Regions from separate parts of the Mus musculus genome. Here regions 2, 3, 4 and 5 are each linked to region 1. The links are chromatin contacts, called in public Hi-C and HiChIP or PLAC-seq maps. All regions are on one chromosome and are shown on one strand. The core of a region is the stretch at or near the end of the contact, and the rest is flanking DNA. Distances in the headings are between cores, read along the strand shown. Region 1 holds the start of Gap43 (growth associated protein 43). Region 2 has its middle 100 kb from the start of Gm29960. Region 3 has its middle 130 kb from the start of Gm29960. Region 4 has its middle 78 kb from the start of Gm29960. Region 5 has its middle 110 kb from the start of Mir6540.

Region 1 (3,592 bases), core at 112-2,611:
CACACAGGCACACACACTCATTCCAACCCCACACCCATTTTTTTCTTTCTTAACCTTCTCTAAAAATCACTCAAACATGCTCCTAGGGGTGTTTGAAGGCTACATTTGGAGAGCGTTCCTGTGCTGTGGATGACTGCAGGATCCCAAGCACCCTCACCTCAATTAAGTTTCTAAAACGTCTTTCACGAAATAAGTGAGCAATTTGAAATAAAATGGAAAAAAATAATCTAGGCGGTGGGGGAGGGGAGGTGGGGGATTGGGATTCTAGCTCCTCTTGGACAGTCCCTCATCCTGAGGACCACGAGTCACCCTCCTCCAGGATATTAACACACCTCAGGTCACTGCTAATGCCAGCAAAGACTCACAGGAAGAGGGGAAAGAGAAAAGCCCCGGTTTCCAACAGGTAATACGGGCTCGGCTCCCCTTTCCCATCCCATCTCAGCTCAAAGCTCCTAGGGGCGTGGTCCATCCTCTTCCCGGACCAGCTGGCACACAATCCGTTCCTGATCTCAGGAAGGGGGTTTTCCCCCTCGGCATAGGCAGTTCTCCCCCAACCCTTGTTGTCTTTAGGCTCTCTTTAAAAAATAAAAAATCTCCTAAATCAGTTTCATTCATTCGTTAAATAAATAAATAAAACCTTCACATGTTTTCCCACATACACCTGCGCCCCTTTGAAGCTCACGCGAGCACGAAATCAGGTATCTTCCGCGGCACATGTGAGAAAATTTGAATCACGGAACAGGCAATGTTGAAATGTGACTATAATTCCCCCAGACCTAATTTTCCACAAATAATATCAAGATTAGCTTTTTTGATCTCGTAGATAGAGCCCACATCGTCCCCACACCCCTTTCTGCATCCACACCCTCAAAACCAGAGACCTAGCGGCTGAGCACTTACTAATAGGCGAGGGGAATCATATTTCTAGCCAAGCCGGCATATTTCTCTCCCCTTACCCTAATTAGTAGCAGCATTCCAAAAACCAGATCATGAAAGGCAGAAAAGAATAACGCCGGGATGCAAGCATCAGTTACCGTATGCTAAGGAAGCCAGAGCATCATGCCAGGGCAGAAGCAGTTTTTTTTTAAAAAAAAAAATTTTTTTTTCTGCCTTTCACGAGGAAACCCTGTACTCTGATAATTTCACAACAGCAAAGAAGTAAAAAAGAAATCTTTAGCTCTACCTGTTTGGTTCTTCTCATACAGCACAGCATGGTGGTATCTTCCCCTGCCTTCTTCCTGCCTTCTCTCCTTTCCTCCTCTCTTCCTTATTCCCCCCCTCTCCACCTCTTTTCTGCTCGCTTGCTCACTCGCTCTCTCGCGCTAGCGCGCTCTCCCTCCCTCCCTCCCTCTCCCTCCCTCTCCCTCTCTCTCTCTCTCTCCCTCACACACACCAGGGCAGTTAGCAGCAACTGTAAGGTCCACAGCTATTGCTCACCGCACACGCACATTCTCTCTCTCTCTCTCTCTCTCTCTCTCTCTCTCTCTCTCTCTCTCTCTCTCTCTCTCTCTCTCTCTCTCTCTCCCTCTCTCCCCCTCTCTCTCCCTCTCGTCCCTTCCTCCTCTTTCCTTCCTCTCTCCTTTTCCTTCCTTCCTTCTCCTCTTTCCTCCACTCCCCACCCAATCTTTTTCTTCCTTCTCCCTGGGTCCCTTTCTCAGAATTGTTTGCTAGCTTCCAGTGACTAATCACTTCCCGTAGCCCCTACCCCCATTTCTAGACAGTCACCCCCTCCCAGTCCCCTGCCAGCCTCATGAATATTTAAACACCTCCAATCTGGACCCAATTACCCACTGACTTTCCGCACTGCATTGGGAGGGCTATGGGGTGGGGGTAGAAAGGATATTCCAGAGAGTTGGAGAGATTGGATGGAACATGTTTTAGGGAAGTGGGGCCCGAGGAATGCTCCTGTTTCTTTTCTAACTCTCCTCTTTCCCAGTACCACAAGAAGGAAAATGCAAAGAGGACCTAGAGGTGCACATAAGTTACAGCTGCCATTAGATTTTACGCGCAGTTGATAATCATGGAGGTTCAGTTTTCTCAACACTAACTGATTTTATTTATATAACCTAACTGCACACATATGATACTCTTAGCTATGCACAAATATATCACCTACAAATGTGTCAGTACGCTACACACACACACACACACACACACAGCAGTCAAGCATTCTGAGCACTTGAATGTGGAATAAACTATGGTCTAGGAATTAGACTCCATATCTAAAACTACATAGTGGGTTATTTGCTTATGCACACAAGCTTCTTTGACAGTTGTGATTCTTTCTAATTAGCTTAGTGTCTGTGAATGACAGATTTCTGTAACACTAACATTTAATGTCTTACATTCTGAGAGCAATGGACACAGGTAAACTCTGTCTTGAGGAAAGATGCATACCATGAAGTCCACCTCAGTTCCTTCTAGTGCCTCTGCTATTCTGGGGGGAGGGGGGCGATATGACTTGTAAATCTGTATTGTGCAAAGTTTAGACATTTGGTATTGTGTGGCCTTGGAGAGCCCTTTACATCTATAAAGTGGCTATAATAATGTCAGTCATGCCAACACATTTTAGGACGGGAGGCAATGTGCACAGGACACTCTGGAGCCACTCTTGACATAGGTAGTTTTACAGACAACTTTTCTGAAATGTTGGTAACATTTCTAAGTGACTACGTCAAAGAACTTTCCAGATGATTTCTTATTGTTCATTACTGATGACAAGTATCTAATTAAATAGCTCATGTTGTTCTTTATCCCTCCTAGACATGAACTTTTTTTAACAGACAACGGGCAGACAACGTGCTATCATGTTTATTTTGGAACTGCTGAGAGCCTACTTAATAGATTAAGGGGCACGCCTTTTAAAAGATGGCCAGAGTCAGTGATGGTGATACTAGGGATGATGGTTAGAAATTAACACTAGGGCGTCTCTCTGAGAGTGACCCAATTTACAACGCGAAGCCATTTGTTGCCCCCCCCCCTCCTTGTGTTCCTTGGTTTTCATACTTTATGATTTTCTTTAAAAAAAATACCTACATTCTGGGTTTAATAGTCTCTTAACTTTGCAATAATCCCTGTCAGAGCTGAGTCTTCAAAACCAGCTTCCATGGACATAAGTGACAGAAGAGGGCAGAGAATGGATGAGAAGTGACTCCTAATGGAAACATTGAAGCTAGGGATTAGAATCAGTCTTCTAGTGCTAGAAAGGACCAAAGGGAGGAAGCCCGGCCTGCCTGCAGAGCTGTGAGTGTCGGAGAAGAAATAACTTCTTTTACCTTTTACCACTAAAATGGGGTTTATTGCTCAAGCCATAAGATCATTGTCTTTCCCTTCTCTGTCCTCCGCTACCTCAGAATCTCTCCTAGCTTTCCTTGCTGTTTTGTTTATGGGAAGGAACTTGAAAAACAATGTGGCAGACTACAGTCAGAAAAAGGAGGAATGGAATCAGCCCTGGGTAAGGATTGAACTGCACAATGGAATGTTACACCACAATTGTAGCGCTGGCTTCCTCCTCAGCTTCTGTGAGTTCTTTGTCTGGTGGTCAGTGCCATGGGTACAGCCTGGACCTCATTTTGATGGGATTCCAAGACTG
Region 2 (3,304 bases), core at 358-2,857, 210 kb after region 1:
GACTTGTTCACCAAGGAATGCAGATCTGCCTCAGCACTTCTGCACAGATACAGAGATTGGCCCAGGGTCTCTCAACACTGCATGATGTGACCTCCATCACAATAATGTCACTCTCCTCTGTACCCTGCTCTCCAATTAAGGGATCACCTTGACCTGGGTTTTGGTCCAAGACTTTTCTGCTTTTCATACTGAAAAGTCCTCCACCCCAGCCTTCCATTTATGTTAATGGGGGTAGGCAGAGTAAATGCTCTCCAAGATGTCTGTGTCTTAAGTCCCAGGTCCTGGGAATATGGTTCCTTAAATGGCAAAAAAGACTTTGGAAAATCAACTAAGTTCAGGATCTACTATCCTAGCAACTGAAGAACCTTCTCTGGCTATGATGAGAGAGAGATGTGAGCACAGAAGAATGGTCACTGAGATGTACTGTTACTAGCTTTAAGGGTGAAGTAAAGTAGGCTCTGGACATGTGGAAGTCAAGGAAATAGATTCTCTGCAAGTCCCTAGAAAGAAACACAACTCCCCTCAGCTAACACTGATTTTATCTTAGTGACATCTGTTTAGGGGATGACTTGCAAAAGCATAAGATGACAAATTAATTGTTTTAAATTTCTCTCTTTCTCTGTGTGTGTGTGTGTGTGTGTTTAAATACAAGCAGTAGAAATATCTTATAATAGCCAATTCATTCTGGTTTACTAAGATTATCCTATATTTAAAGAACTGTGGACTTAACATTCTGAGAACCCCTTTAGAGCTGCAAGTGATGACAAAAAACCCATTGGTCATTTAATCCCTAATACTCCAGAGCAGAGGGCTGTAACTCCCCATAGGTGTCCAGTTACATTTCAGCTGAAACCACTTGGCTATGCAAATGTCCTAAAGCTGGGGCTCTCAGGCCAAGTCTCCTGAAGGCATTGTTAAGACAAAAATCCCTGAGCCTGCTCCAGACTTTCTAACTTGAAAGAACAGAAAAGAACCATTAAAAATTGTCATTTCTAACATATTCTCAGGAGATTCTGACGTGTTGATCTGAAGCTATACTTTTTGAAAAGTGGTTTTACATTCTTTATAGTATTTAAAATATTCATACAATACAATGTACTTTTTATTTTCTTTTAATTTTTTAATTTATTCTCCTATATTATACCCCATCTGCTGTTTATCCTCTCCTTCCTTTCTCTTAGTTCTTCCCATAAACATACACTAGTTGTTTCTCTTCAGTAAAAGGGGGGAGGCTTCCAGAGATGTCAAGCAAACATGATACGTCAAGTTTCAACGAGACTTGTATTGAGACTGGATGAGGCAACACAGTAGGAGGAAAGGGTCCCAAAGGCAGGCAAAAGCATCAGAGACAGCCCTTAATCTCACTGTTCGGAGTCCAACAAGAAGACCAAGGTACGCAGCCATAACATATACACAGAGGGCCTAAGTCAGACTCATGCAGACTCCCTGATTGTTGATTCAGTCTCTTTGAAGCCCTGTGAGCCCAGGTTAGTTGATTCTGTGTTTTTGCATGTAATATCCTTTACCCACCTGGCTCTTATAATCCTTCTTCCCCTTCTTTTGCAAGATTCCCCAGCTCCTCCTAATATTTGACCTTGGGCCTCTGCATCTGTGCTGGGGGGAGAGGGGAGAGATACCATGTAAAGGGAGGATGGAGGGAAAGAGTACTGTAAAAGACAACTGGAATTTGTGGGCATTTCCAGGGTAAGGGAGAAACCTGAGACAATGGAAGTCCCAGGAATTGAAGCATTCTAGTAATGGGGATAAGGAGCATGAATAGACCATCTCCTGTAACTAGGTATGACTTCCAGTGGAGACATTGGCACACCAAGCCACACAAAACGTTTGACCTACACAATTTGTCCTGACTGCAAAATGTGCTGGGGTAAAAGCAGCACAGAAATTGTAGGAGTGGCCAACCAAAGATTGCTCCAGCTTGTGACCCATACCACTAGAGGAAGCCCATCCCCAGCATTGCCTGGAGGGCAGGGAACCAAAGGCTGCATAGCCCAGAGACCTAGAATAGAACCAAACATCCCTGACAAAAAGAGCATAGTGGGAGAGAAACTGATCCTAATGACATTCTGCCATGCTCATAAACAGGAGCCTAGCATAATCATTATCAGAGAGGCTCCATCCAGCAATGGGTGGAAACAGATGCAGAGATTCATACAAGGTACTTTGATCCTATTCATCCCTCCACCTATTCATCTGGCACCTCTACTGCCAGACCTCTAGAACTCCCTATCCACTCACTCATCTACATATTATGTCTTCATAAAACAAATAAAAAACAAATGGATATTTTGATCACTTAATTGGATTTAAAAACCATAAAATCAAGCTTATGTTGGTTAACTATTCCTAGGCATTTGTTCTGCCCTGGAGTGTGGTCAGTATACCAGGTGTCACTCCACTGAATACAACCAACTTGCCCTTTACCAGAACCAATCAATAGCCAATAGATGTTCAGCTATGTGCTGGACTTCACATCCATCTAACCTCCGCCATACTGGGATTCTGTATGGCTTGAGCTTGTGTGGGGTTTGTGCATGCTGTCACAGTGTCTATGAATTCACATGTGCATGTGCTCCCGTGGTGTCTAAAAATCAGTGTTCTTGTCGTCACCCATCACCTCTGTTTCTGACATTCCTTCTGTTTCCTCTTTAGTATAGATCCCGGGAGGGCTGTGATGTAAACATTTCATTTAGGGTCAAGCATTCCAGAGACTTATTCTCTTCAACTGACTGGTTGTAGGTTACTGAGATAATAGCCACCTCTAGCAAGAAGAAGCATCTCTGATGAGGGCTGAGTGATGCGTCCATCTGTGGGTATGACAATATCACGAATCATTTTATTGCTGTGTTCATCTATCAGAATAGCGGTAGGTTTTCTCCCTGATTTGTGATCAATCTAGCCTCAGTTTCTTGACCTCACTAACAATGTTGAGTATGTGTTCCATCTCATGGAATGGACCTTAAATCCAATCAAAAATTATTGGTTACTTCCATAACCTATCCATGCCATTATTGTGCTATGGTTACCTCTTGCCAGGCAGTTCATTATTGTAGCCCTTAGGGTTCACAGCTGGGTACAACTGATGATTTCTTTTCTCCTTCAGTAGTATTCAGAGCATCTTCTGGCACAAGGAATGCTAGCCAATAAGGATGATGCTTCCAGTTTAGTACAAGATGGATTTCTCCATGTTCTATGATGCAAGTACATGATGGTTTCAGTGATAGGCTCTTTCCATCAAGTTCTACAGGTACCAATGGCGTTGGCAATGATCTGTGACATTTTGTGG
Region 3 (3,607 bases), core at 593-3,092, 180 kb after region 1:
CAAGATATGTCTGTGCAGCAGGATAATAAAACTAAGCAATAGTAGTATTCACAATATAGTTTAAAGATAAAGTGACAATATTTACTGATGAAATGAATGCCAGTGGCTAGGATGATGTGTGACTGGCACTAGGACAAATAAGCACCCATCAAATTAGAAAACTGGCCAATTAAATTTGCTTACTTTTCCCAGAGGAAACTGAAACTTAGAGAAATAAAATTACTCACTATGGCTGTTAATAAGAAGCCCATTCTGTATTTGTATAGTGGACTTCTTCCACTGGGCTTTTGTTGATCTTTTAATGTATCAAATCCACCTGGCCATAGTCTCTAATTATCCAGTTTAACCCTAGTAGAACCCCGATTATTTGATTGAAGCATATGGTAAGTAGGCTACAGAAATATTATAATTCATATTTTCTGCATGATTGGGGTAGATGAAGGATTACAAGCTAGACCTTAAGTATTGAGATAAAGCGTCCCTGATGGAGATGTTCTCCTAGTAAACAAAACGGGTCCCAAGTGGCCCATGTGCTACACTTTAACATCAGCCATGGCACTATTTGATAATGATGGAACTCTACAGGTGGAGACTGCTGAGTGAGATTTGGGCCTTGAAGTGGATGTTGAGACATTAGCCCCTCTGTTTCTCTGCTTTCTGGCCACCATGAGGTGAGTATCTCTGTTTTTCCACATACTCTTTCCCTAATAGTTGCCTTACCACAGGTCCAAAGCAGTAGGGTTTACATGCATTGAAACCTCTGAAACCTAAGACAAGACATACCATTCTTTAAGCTTTATATCTCAAACAGTTTGTCAACCATGATGGAAAGCCCATATCTGAGAATTCCAAGCTTGTTCTTGATATATACCCAGCCTTAGTAATCTCAGATTTGTGTCACAGGCCCTTACAAGCCAATAGTCTAAAGCTATTGAGCTAAATGTGTTCGTATGGCGTACTACTGCTCTAATTCTCTGGCTGAACCTTGACTAATGCAGTGCTGATGTGAGTACTTCTCCTGTAAGATCCCAAAGAGAAACAAGTGATCAGTCACCTACTAAAGTTAAAACTAAGTTCTATGGTCCATTTCTACTTGTTTTAGACAAGAATAAGATAGTTCAAAATAAATTGTTTCATGCTTATGAAGATAAGATAGCTCACAAGAAATTTAATAAGAAGATGCATGGTGAGATTTTTAAAAAATGATTGACAAGTTGGCAATGTGGAAGAATCACTTCAATAATGAAAAGAATAAAAAGCAATGGCTTTGCAATGCCTTCCCTTTTGCTTCCCATGCTTCTGTATTTATGTTCCAAAGTTTCCATCTTGGTTTCTAATCTTCCTTTAGAATGATTCCTGGGGGCATATCTATGTAGTCAGTATTCACTGAAGTCACTAGGATACTAATCACTGTCAGAAAAATATACTGATACTGTATTGCACACACGTTGAACTGTTTCAAGAGTGTGGCATAACTAGATGTTCTGCAAAACCTTCTGATGGTGCTGATGGATGAGACCCAGCAGTGAGGAAAAGGAAATTGACACCAGAATATGTGTTTTCCTGGTCAGGATGAATCACTGCCATTTCCGGGATAAATAAGTTCCAAAATAATCAGCTTACCCCTCTCTGGCTGTTTAGTGTCCTTGAGAGATGAAACAGCATCTGAGACTCGGTAATTATTTGCACTGTTAGCAGATGCAAAGGTCTGTGAGTCTCTCATCAGGTAGAGTCTAGGGGACTGATATGTGGGACAATGACAAGGGCTGGGAGATGGCCTGGACCCATCTCAGTGTAGGTGGCATTAACAGCTGGTTAGTGAGAGCCAATGCCATTGAGTCATCCTTGGGAAGGATTTATACAATGGATCCATTATGCCAATGCTGTGGTGACCGATGATAGAGGCTGGGTGACATCAAATGGATGAGTCATTTTGTCTACTTAGCTACTTACTGTCTCTTCCTTGATGAACTATCTCCAATGGGCATTATCATGAACTCCTAAGGCATTTAAACTCCATTTGAACGGTAGGGAACTTCCTGTATTTCCTTTTTTTTCTTACCTCCAATGATTCCTTTTTATTTTTCAAAAAGGAGAGACACCTGTGGCCTCCTGATATTGTTCTTGGGAGTATATGGGACTAGAGAGTTATAGAAGTGCTTTCTCTGCTAACAGCTAAATACACAGACAACCTATGTATGAAAGAGTCTTTTTCCTCCTCTTTTGTCAATTGATGAGAAGGTTCTTTATGTGGCCCCAAGAGTGGGCTGAGGGAAAGAAGGTAACACAGTAACTATCATGGAAGTCTGTGGCAACTGCCACCTATATGTGTTTTCTTGTTCTGCTTGTTTGCAAGCCTACTGATAGCCCTTCCATTTCACAATGAGTGGCTATTGGTTTGGCACAACCTTATAACTAAATGTATCAGATGGCTCACATGAACAATTTTTAAATGCATGGTCAATTGATAGTGATATTTTTCTCTGTCAAGTCCCAGTAACATAGCCAGAATAATTTTCCAATAATAGGTTGGACTCCAGCTCTTTCCTGTAGAAGAGATTGTCTTACCTTGAGAATCTTAGGAGTTCGTGCTGTAATTTGCCTACTGGGGTTTTCCAAAACCTTCAGACAGCTTTTCACATCATACATACATAGAATTAGTTCTTCAAGACCATATGTTTCAGACAAACTACAGAACCTTTTCTTATTCAGAGTTTTAATTAAAGTTAGTCATCTTCTCTGTTGGTTGGGGCATGGGTTATGGCCTGTGCCAAGTATGAAATATGCTATTTTCAGAAACCACAGAGGCCTCAAAAGTAGAAAATGTGAAATGCAATATTCTCTTATTTAAAAAAATGAATATCTGAACATGTTGAAAATAACTATCTTTCTTAAAAGTACATGTTATACTCCTGAACAATCATGGCATTTATCTTTCATTCTTTGAAGTACATGTATTTTACTGTGGTCTCCAAAGTGCTTCTCATTTCTTTCTTATCCAGCTTAATTAACCAGTGTCATCACAATGATGTTCTCTAGAAGAAAAAACAATAGAGGTTGAAGGGGTCCTGCAGAGATAGAGCACTGCTTATCTTCCCCAAGGCCCAGGTTTCATTCCCAATACACAAAAAGGAAGAGAAATAATCTTAAAAAGCACTTATATTCTTTGGGACTATATTGTAACAAAGGGCAGAAAAGCAAATGCTACCACATTCATTCCAAAGGAAGACACTGATCCTGATACATCTTCCTGAAAAGGACGAGAAAGATCAATTTCCAGATTAATGAATCCAGAACTGTTCATCAGTGCTAACAGTGTTATGGTAGCACAGCCATTATAAATAGGGCTTTTACTTAATTGGAAGTAGACCATGTCCGTCCACTAAGATCTATCCATGTGCTCTAGAAACTACATTGGTAATAGAAGTGGAGGACTCAAAAGAATGAATTTATGAAATTCCTAGCCAAATGGATGGACCTGGAGGGCATCATCCTGAGTGAGGTAACACATTCACAAAGGAACTCACACAATATGTACTCACTGATAAGTGGATATTAGCCCAAAACCTAGGATACCCAAGATATAAGATACAATTTGCTAAACACA
Region 4 (3,673 bases), core at 1,122-3,621, 240 kb after region 1:
AGAGCAAAGCAGTCTAAGATGTTTAGCAATAAAGGCTCAGCTATATAAAGACAGTAGAGCTATTCATTGTTCTCAGTCTGCACATAGAGCATGGCAGTCTTTTTCCTGAAATAGATCTCCGAGCCTGGACTCTGAAAACCCATAATACTTCGTGTGGATGAATCTTAATTATGTTGTGACCACAGTGGATTAGGATGAGCCATCATCTTCCCATGTGGATGAGTTCTCTGCTGTCAGTCACTGACTGTCCTTACTCACCAGAGTGTCTTCGTCTGGTGAGCACTCTTCAAACAGTTATGAAGAGGCAATACTGTGGTCTTCTCTTCATGCTTTCCTCAAGGTGTAATTAATCCCACCAGTGCAGAATCAGACCCACCACCACCACCACCACCATGATTTAAAGCCAAATCTGAAGCAAGATGTAGTTAAATACTAACCAGATGGATGGACTCTCTGTTAAGGTACATCTCTAGATCTCCAGAAAATGGCCACAAATTACCTTTGTTTGACCCAACTATACTGGATGTGCTTAATCACATGTGGGCATAATAATTAAAACTTTAATCGTAACTTTGGCTCTCGTGGTATCTTGTCTATCTAGTCTTCCAGGTCCTGAGGATCCCAAGGAAGTCTAAGAACAGAGCAGCTTTAAGAATTAGCTTGTGCCCCTTCTTAGAATTGGGAACAAAACACGCATGGAAGGAGTTACAGAGACAAAGTTTGGAGCTGAGACAAAAGGATGGACCATCTAGAGACTGCCATATCCAGGGATTCATCCCATAATCAGCCTCCAAACGATGACACCATTGCATACACTAGCAAGATTTTGCTGATGGGACCCTGATATAGCTGTCTCTAGTGAGACTACGCCGGGGCCTAGCAAACACGTAAGTGGATGCTCACAGTCAGCTATTGGATGGATCACGGGGCCCCCAATGGAGGAGCTAGAGAAAATACCCAAGGAGCTAAAGGGATCTGCAAACCTATAGGTGGAACAACATTATGAACTAACCAGTACCCCAGAGCTCTTGACTCTAGCTGCATATGTATCAAAAGATGGCCTAGTCGGCCATCAGTGGAAAGAGAGGCCCGTTGGACTTGCAAACTTTATATGCCCCAGTACAGGGGAATGCCAGGGCCAAAAAGTGGGAGTGGGTGGGTAGGGGAGTGGAGGACTTTTGGGATAGCATTGGAAATGTAAATGAGGAAAATACCTAATTTAAAAAAAGAGAGAGAAGAATTAGCTTGTGGCCTAGTGTGGTGGCACAGGACTTTAATCCCTGCACTCGGGAGGCAGAGGCAGGTAGATTTCTGAGTTCAAGGCCAGCCTGGTCTACAAAGTGAGTTCCACAGTGAGCTATACAGAGAAACCCTGTCTCGAAAACCAAAAAAAAAAAAAAAAAAAAAGAATTAGCTTGTCTTGATGCTAGAGATATACCTCAGGGATTAAGAGCACTTACTCTTCTTACAAAAGAGCCAGGTTCAGATCCTAGCAACTGTATGTGGGTCACAACCTTTTGTAACTCCCGTTGCAGATCAGATGCCCTCCCCTGGCATCATTGGGTAGTCTTTGGGGTACCTACAACTTGAGCATAACACTAGGACATGGCAAAGTTAGGGATTTTAAAACCTTTATAATCGCTTAGTCCTAACAGACTTCTATCTCTTAAGACTCCTGGCATCCTTTCCTGTTATTAAAAGTGTAAAGATAAATCAAGATAATAGTTTTAAAAATTCATTCATTTGATTTCATGTGTGTGAGTGCTTGCCTACATGTATGTGTGTATGGGCACTATGTACACCTGAACATGGGGACAGAACTACCTGATAAGCAGAATGGCTAAATTATGTATTCTCTGAAGGATGTCTAAAGTTATCTATATGCACCTTGACCCTGCTATTGCAGCCTGACTAGCTGTTGCTAAGGAGTGTGGGTTGCCATAGGTTGGTTGCTCAGGAGAACTCTGATTTTCTTCCTGGAATTGGAGTTTAGCCTCTGGTCTCACACAAAATGGAGTTTCTTCAAAAAACGGAGTTGACTGGGCTTTACACTATAAGAATTCTCAGGTTTCTTCTTAGGTTTTAAGCCTAATGCACTGAAACCTTCAAAGAGTCCTTCAGCTCGCAGACTTGGGGAGCCAGAGAAATCTGGAGAAACAGGTTCCTAAGTCCCACACATTGTCTCAACTCTTGCAAATAAGGACCTTCAAGACCCGTTGGTCCTTCACTAAGTGCAATGGGATGGAGCAGCTGGTGGCTCACCACATGTCTTATTAAACTAGGAGTTAATCTGATCAGAGCCTCAGCCTAGCTGTGGCTGGCTATATTTCCTTGGGGTTTTTTCTGTCCCTGAGGGGGAGGGGAGTGAAGATGCAGATGAGGAATTGAAGTGCTCTCACTGAGGCATGCCCAGATTTGCAATTCAATGGCATGGGGGAGGGGGGGCGACTCAGCTGAAGCTAAATGCCGCAGGGTCATTGGGGTTCTTTTTAGCAGCGGGGACTGTTTAAAGGGATGAGGGGTCAGGGATCTAGGGCACGGCAAGAAGCATCAAATGTATTCTCTGTCACTATGGAGAGAGGGGGGCCTTCTGGGAAAAGCAGACGATTGCATCACCGATTTGATTAGCAGAATGGCGAAGGAAGGGTGGGGTAATCCTATGCACTGTGACGATTTTTTTTTCTTCAAACACCTCCACCTTTCACTGTTGTTGCTATTGTTGCTTTTATTAAACAGGATATCAAATCCAAGTCAGCAAAAAACTGAGTAATCAGAAAAAATGTCATCAGCCTTGCTATTTTGATTTTTGTGATGTTTCTAGGAATGTGCTTTATCTGAAGCATCCTTTATTCCTCGGATGGTGGAAGGGACTTAGCAGTGGGTCCTGAAGGTGAATATTGTAACACAGATGAGCTTTAAACTATGGCAGAGGCCAGGCGCCTTAGGAGAACATACCAACATTAGAAATGAGAAAACCAGAAAGGAGGTGAGAAAGAAGTAGCAGAGAATTATCAAGAAGCCTACTATTAAGGAAAGAAACAATTTAGGGAAAATTTACATTCGATTTATTGTTTGATAAAGAATTGAAGGGTGCCACTTGATTATTTGATTAAGCTGAAGACATAGAGACTTTTCCTTTTACACTAGATCAAATGGTATATCTGATCAGAGTGAGAACAGCTTGTGTTAAAAGCTTTCTCTTCATCTTGTCAGGTACACTAGAAGTATACCTGCCAGTGGAAGCACATAGCATAAACTATGGTAATGCCATTTGACTGAGGCAGCATACAATACCTGACTAGCCACAACATCTATGTAAGTGCTGCAAAGAAGATGTAATGAACTTAAGTATGCCTAATATTTGAGTAGCCTTTCATATTCTTCAAAATTCCTCCACAGACTTTAGAAGACTTGCCATAGCAAATGTGTATGTGTGTGTGTATAAATGTATATATGTATGTAAATATATATGTGTGTATATATATGCATATATATCATATATATATGATAGTACTATTATATCTGTCTTTTCCCACTTTATCTGTCACATTAATGAGTAGGAAAAGTTAAATAAATAAACTTAGGACTCATATTTATTAATTAGTTCTACAGTATTGGTTTCCCTTGTAAGAGCAATCTGAAAGTTCTACTGAAGATTTGTGCTTTAGGTTTC
Region 5 (3,421 bases), core at 769-3,268, 150 kb before region 1:
TGTCAGTGCATTTGGAGGGCGGAGGCAGAAACTCTAAAGAAGGAACTGAGGAGGAAGTTATAAGCAAGGGCTAAGAGGCTAAAAAGATGGCTCAGCACAAGTTGCTCTTCCGGAAGACTCTAGTAATAGCACCTACATAGCCCCATAGGCAGCTCGCAACCACCTGTGACTCAAGGGGATGAGAAACAACAACAGAAAACAACTGTCTTCAAGCTGACTCTTGTCCTTAGACAAGAGGAAGAAACAAAGAAACAACAAGAATGAACCAGCACCCTGCTCAACAGAAAGTCCAGGTGCAGACACAGCATAAAAGTGGCCACCAGCCCGCAAAGGACAGAGACACTAAGAGAAACCGAGACTATAGACACTTCAGTGGCTTTCAGCCTTCATTATTTTATTTTATTTTTGACTTTTGGGGTTCTTTTTCGGGGGGGTTGGTTGGTTGGTTGGTTTCAGATTCCCAAAGTATTTTCCCCCATTTAAGGTGCTTTTCTGCAACACAGTCCATTGGCTGTAATGGAAAATGGCTTGTGTCCAAGCTGAATTTCTATCTTCAGGTATCCTTGGCACTGTCCAGAAGGAGGCTCCCTTCCTGAGAGGAGCCTCTGAAAGAATCTTGATAACACTGAATCAGGAGATGCCCATTCCACCCCTACAACCAGCCCACAATGTGGTAAAATAAGCTGTATTGACCAAAACATTTTCATGAAACCATTTGTTATGGTAAATGAGTTTGGGCACCACTGCCCACACCCATCTGCAACGATTAATCTTCTGCCAAAACAGTTTTTATCATCCTGTCCAGGCTTTTGAAATGTGACCTCCCTCTCCAATTTTGGAATCAAATTCAACAGTGTTGGCAAAATAGTAGTGACTAAGGCTGGTGTCTAGAAAATTCCTTTCAACCTTTTTTACAGCTTGCATGGAGATCAGGCCAACACAGAACCAGCAAAATCTCTTTCCTTTTGTTGTGTCGAAGAAGACAAAAGGGAGGAGTCAAGGGCTACAGATGTGACTCCAAAGAAGCACTGTTTGTGACTCCCTGTGGCTTTTACAGGTTAGCTTTACTTTTTGTTGTTGTTGTTGTTGTTGACGAATAGGTGGCAGAAGCCCTGGAAAAGTATTTGTCACATGCAATTGGATTCTTTGCAGCTACACTTGTATTTCCCTAAGGGTCCGTGAGTCCATAGAGATCAGCCGTGAGGGGGAGAGATTGCGTGTGACTGTGCATGAATCAGAAGAAGAACAAAAAGATGCGGCTGATGGTGGCAGGGAAAGACTGGAGTTAATAAGCCAGCATGTGCCTGAGGATTCTATCAGGCACAGGGATGGATGACATAATTGTTTTCTGCCTCTAATGATCTCAGAGATGTGGGATACAAGAGAATATTAAAACAAGACAGAAAGATGGAAACTCATTTTCAGCAGCTGTCAACCAAAATGGGATGTAAACTAGGAGAGAGGCATATTGAAATGTTCACAGGGTTCACTTCATCAAAATGAGCTTTTACCTCTCCCGGATGTCACGCCCTCCTTTTCTTGAGCGGAAGCAGCCTCCCCCCGCCCCCCAAACTGTTGCTCCTTGTATTCTTCCCACAACCTCTGCTGTCACTCCAGTCTCTCGTCACTGTCACCTTGCCTCTCTCCCTTCTTAACATCGTTCAATTTTTTCCTAATCCTCTCTTTCCTCGCCGCAAACATGTTTTTAGTCTCTTTCCTTTCTTCGCTCTATCCCCCTCACCCACCCTCACTTCTGCCATTAATAAGTAACTGAGTGAACCTGGAAACCCTTTTTGTGATGCCAGGAGTTGAATGGAAACGAAAGGAAAAAAAAAAAAAAAAGTCCCTATGAAAAGCACTCCAGTGTCCCCGCCCCGCCTCGGGTGCGGGTGGGCTGTGGCGTCTGCGAAGCCGCGATGCTTGCACGTGCCACGAGGGGGCAGAGGTGCGCGCCAGCGAGCCCGCACCGCCATCCAGCGCGGCAGGAAGTGCTTGGAGGGCGGGCGCCAGCGGCTGCTCTCTTGGCGTCACCCATCACCGCTGCTGACAGCCGCGTAAGGTTTCCGCCTGCTCCCTGGATGTCCACGGATGGGCGCGGCGAAGAAGCAAAGGATTCCTGATGCAAGCGGGAGGGGTAAAGTCTGCCTCAGGCCAATACAGATAGATCTTTTCCCGAAACAAAGGAGCCAGTGGTGCCGTTACGATCAGAGCATCAAGAAGCATAGCTGGGGGAGCCCCTAGGAGCCCAGCAGCCTACCGAGGTCCCCTTTGCTTCCCTGCCCCAGCTCTTCCCCGCCTGCGATGCAAGGGGGTCACATTCCTGAGCTCCTCAGTCCCCTTCCCAGGTAGCTGGAGTAGCTGGAGCCTTCATCTTTGTTAGCCAGGTCACTGTGAATCCAAACAGCAGCTTGCTTGGCCTTTTGGGTGACAGGCGAGATTAGAAGTAGCCCACAGGCTCCGTGTAGGGGAAGGATTGATTAACATTCTTCCCCTGCGGGTTCAGTTTCCTGCAAATCGCAGTAGGCTCAATTCAGCAGCAGATGGCGGTAACGCTTCTGTCAACCTGAGGATTCTCTGTGGCTGGACACACAAGTCCACACACACACACACACACACACACACACACACCCCACCCCACACCATGTATCACATACCACCACGCCTTAAGCAAGCACACTTTGAGAGTCTGGAGCCCCACAGAGATTCTGATCCCTCCAATAAATTTCCAAAGCAGGATAGGATGGAGAGAAAGACCACAATGATGGCAGAGTAATAGCCATTTGTTGGCGGCTCTGAGCCAGGTGCGCACTGCTTTTACAAGACGGGTAGTAAAATAACGGTGTTCAACTTTTATATGATGAGGTAAGGTTAGTTAAGAAATTAACTGCCCGCATTTTCCTTGCCTTTAAGTTGTGAGAATACACAGGTGCCTTTTCCATTCAAAGAAGGTAACTAGGCCTGATTCTCATTCTCTCTCTCTCTCTCTCTCTCTCTCTCTCTCTCTCTCTCGGAGCAGACGGCTCTTCATTTATTTAATTATTTATTTATTAGCTTTTAAAGGATTAGAATTATTCGACCGACTGCTTTTAGACAGGATTCCTCCTGTGCTAATAGTGCTTTAAGAATGAGGATCTTGGTGTAGCAGTCTGCCGTTACAGCTTTTCCCAGAGGAAATATCTCCAGACACTGCTTCTCAAGGATGGTCAGAAGTGGGACCCACCCGAGGGACTGGTGCTCCTGTAGCGTGGAAGAAATGGCTTCCTAGCCGTTGCAGGACTGTTATGCCGTTTGCACAGCCCCTCTACGGGACTGCTTTTCACCTGATCAATCCTGTCACACGTTGGAGCTAGAGATCACTGTGTTTCTATGAAGCCACCCGACACAGGGAGGATGTATCAGAGAAAAGGAAGGTTGACAGAGG

The links. A called contact is a pair of places that touch in the nucleus more often than the background predicts. HiChIP or PLAC-seq counts read pairs in DNA pulled down with a chosen protein or histone mark.
Region 2: an H3K4me3 HiChIP or PLAC-seq map of forebrain shows a contact between it and region 1, with 4 times the contacts expected there. The contact joins the enhancer-like site here to the promoter of Gap43 in region 1. A contact is called at or near these places in 1 of 39 promoter capture datasets (cranial neural crest), 3 of 115 datasets of contacts at active chromatin or transcription factors (embryonic midbrain, forebrain and neural tube) and 1 of 9 other capture datasets (adipose tissue).
Region 3: a Hi-C map of the N1E-115 cell line shows a contact between it and region 1, with 1.7 times the contacts expected there. The contact joins the enhancer-like site here to the promoter of Gap43 in region 1. A contact is called at or near these places in 1 of 484 Hi-C or Micro-C datasets (the N1E-115 cell line), 1 of 115 datasets of contacts at active chromatin or transcription factors (forebrain) and 1 of 9 other capture datasets (adipose tissue).
Region 4: a Hi-C map of the N1E-115 cell line shows a contact between it and region 1, with 6 times the contacts expected there. The contact joins the enhancer-like site here to the promoter of Gap43 in region 1. A contact is called at or near these places in 1 of 39 promoter capture datasets (hematopoietic stem and progenitor cells), 2 of 484 Hi-C or Micro-C datasets (the N1E-115 cell line and cortical neurons), 5 of 115 datasets of contacts at active chromatin or transcription factors (embryonic forebrain, embryonic hindbrain, embryonic midbrain and 2 more) and 1 of 9 other capture datasets (liver).
Region 5: an H3K4me3 HiChIP or PLAC-seq map of forebrain shows a contact between it and region 1, with 2.7 times the contacts expected there. The contact joins the enhancer-like site here to the promoter of Gap43 in region 1. A contact is called at or near these places in 9 of 484 Hi-C or Micro-C datasets (the N1E-115 cell line, cerebellar granule neurons, cerebral cortex and 5 more) and 1 of 115 datasets of contacts at active chromatin or transcription factors (forebrain).

The regions. Positions count from the first base shown.
Region 1 is chr16:42,339,290-42,342,881 of GRCm38.p6, forward strand. It overlaps Gap43 (growth associated protein 43), which reads right to left and starts at 1,362. Exons shown (of 3, transcript NM_008083.2): 1 at 1,184-1,362. The coding sequence starts at 1,213.
Region 2 is chr16:42,548,949-42,552,252 of GRCm38.p6, forward strand. No RefSeq gene overlaps it. Among named protein-coding and RNA genes, the nearest start is that of Gm29960, 100 kb to the right of the region's middle. Within about 2 kb of position 1,608, at least 11 of the 459 cell types and tissues checked have an H3K27ac peak or open chromatin away from gene starts, as enhancers often do.
Region 3 is chr16:42,522,074-42,525,680 of GRCm38.p6, forward strand. No RefSeq gene overlaps it. Among named protein-coding and RNA genes, the nearest start is that of Gm29960, 130 kb to the right of the region's middle. Within about 2 kb of position 1,843, at least 10 of the 459 cell types and tissues checked have an H3K27ac peak or open chromatin away from gene starts, as enhancers often do. A contact at or near this core is called in the N1E-115 cell line, where this site is marked.
Region 4 is chr16:42,573,295-42,576,967 of GRCm38.p6, forward strand. No RefSeq gene overlaps it. Among named protein-coding and RNA genes, the nearest start is that of Gm29960, 78 kb to the right of the region's middle. Within about 2 kb of position 2,372, at least 57 of the 459 cell types and tissues checked have an H3K27ac peak or open chromatin away from gene starts, as enhancers often do. A contact at or near this core is called in the N1E-115 cell line, cortical neurons, embryonic forebrain and 1 more, where this site is marked.
Region 5 is chr16:42,188,348-42,191,768 of GRCm38.p6, forward strand. No RefSeq gene overlaps it. Among named protein-coding and RNA genes, the nearest start is that of Mir6540, 110 kb to the right of the region's middle. Within about 2 kb of position 2,019, at least 265 of the 459 cell types and tissues checked have an H3K27ac peak or open chromatin away from gene starts, as enhancers often do. A contact at or near this core is called in the N1E-115 cell line, cerebellar granule neurons, cerebral cortex and 5 more, where this site is marked.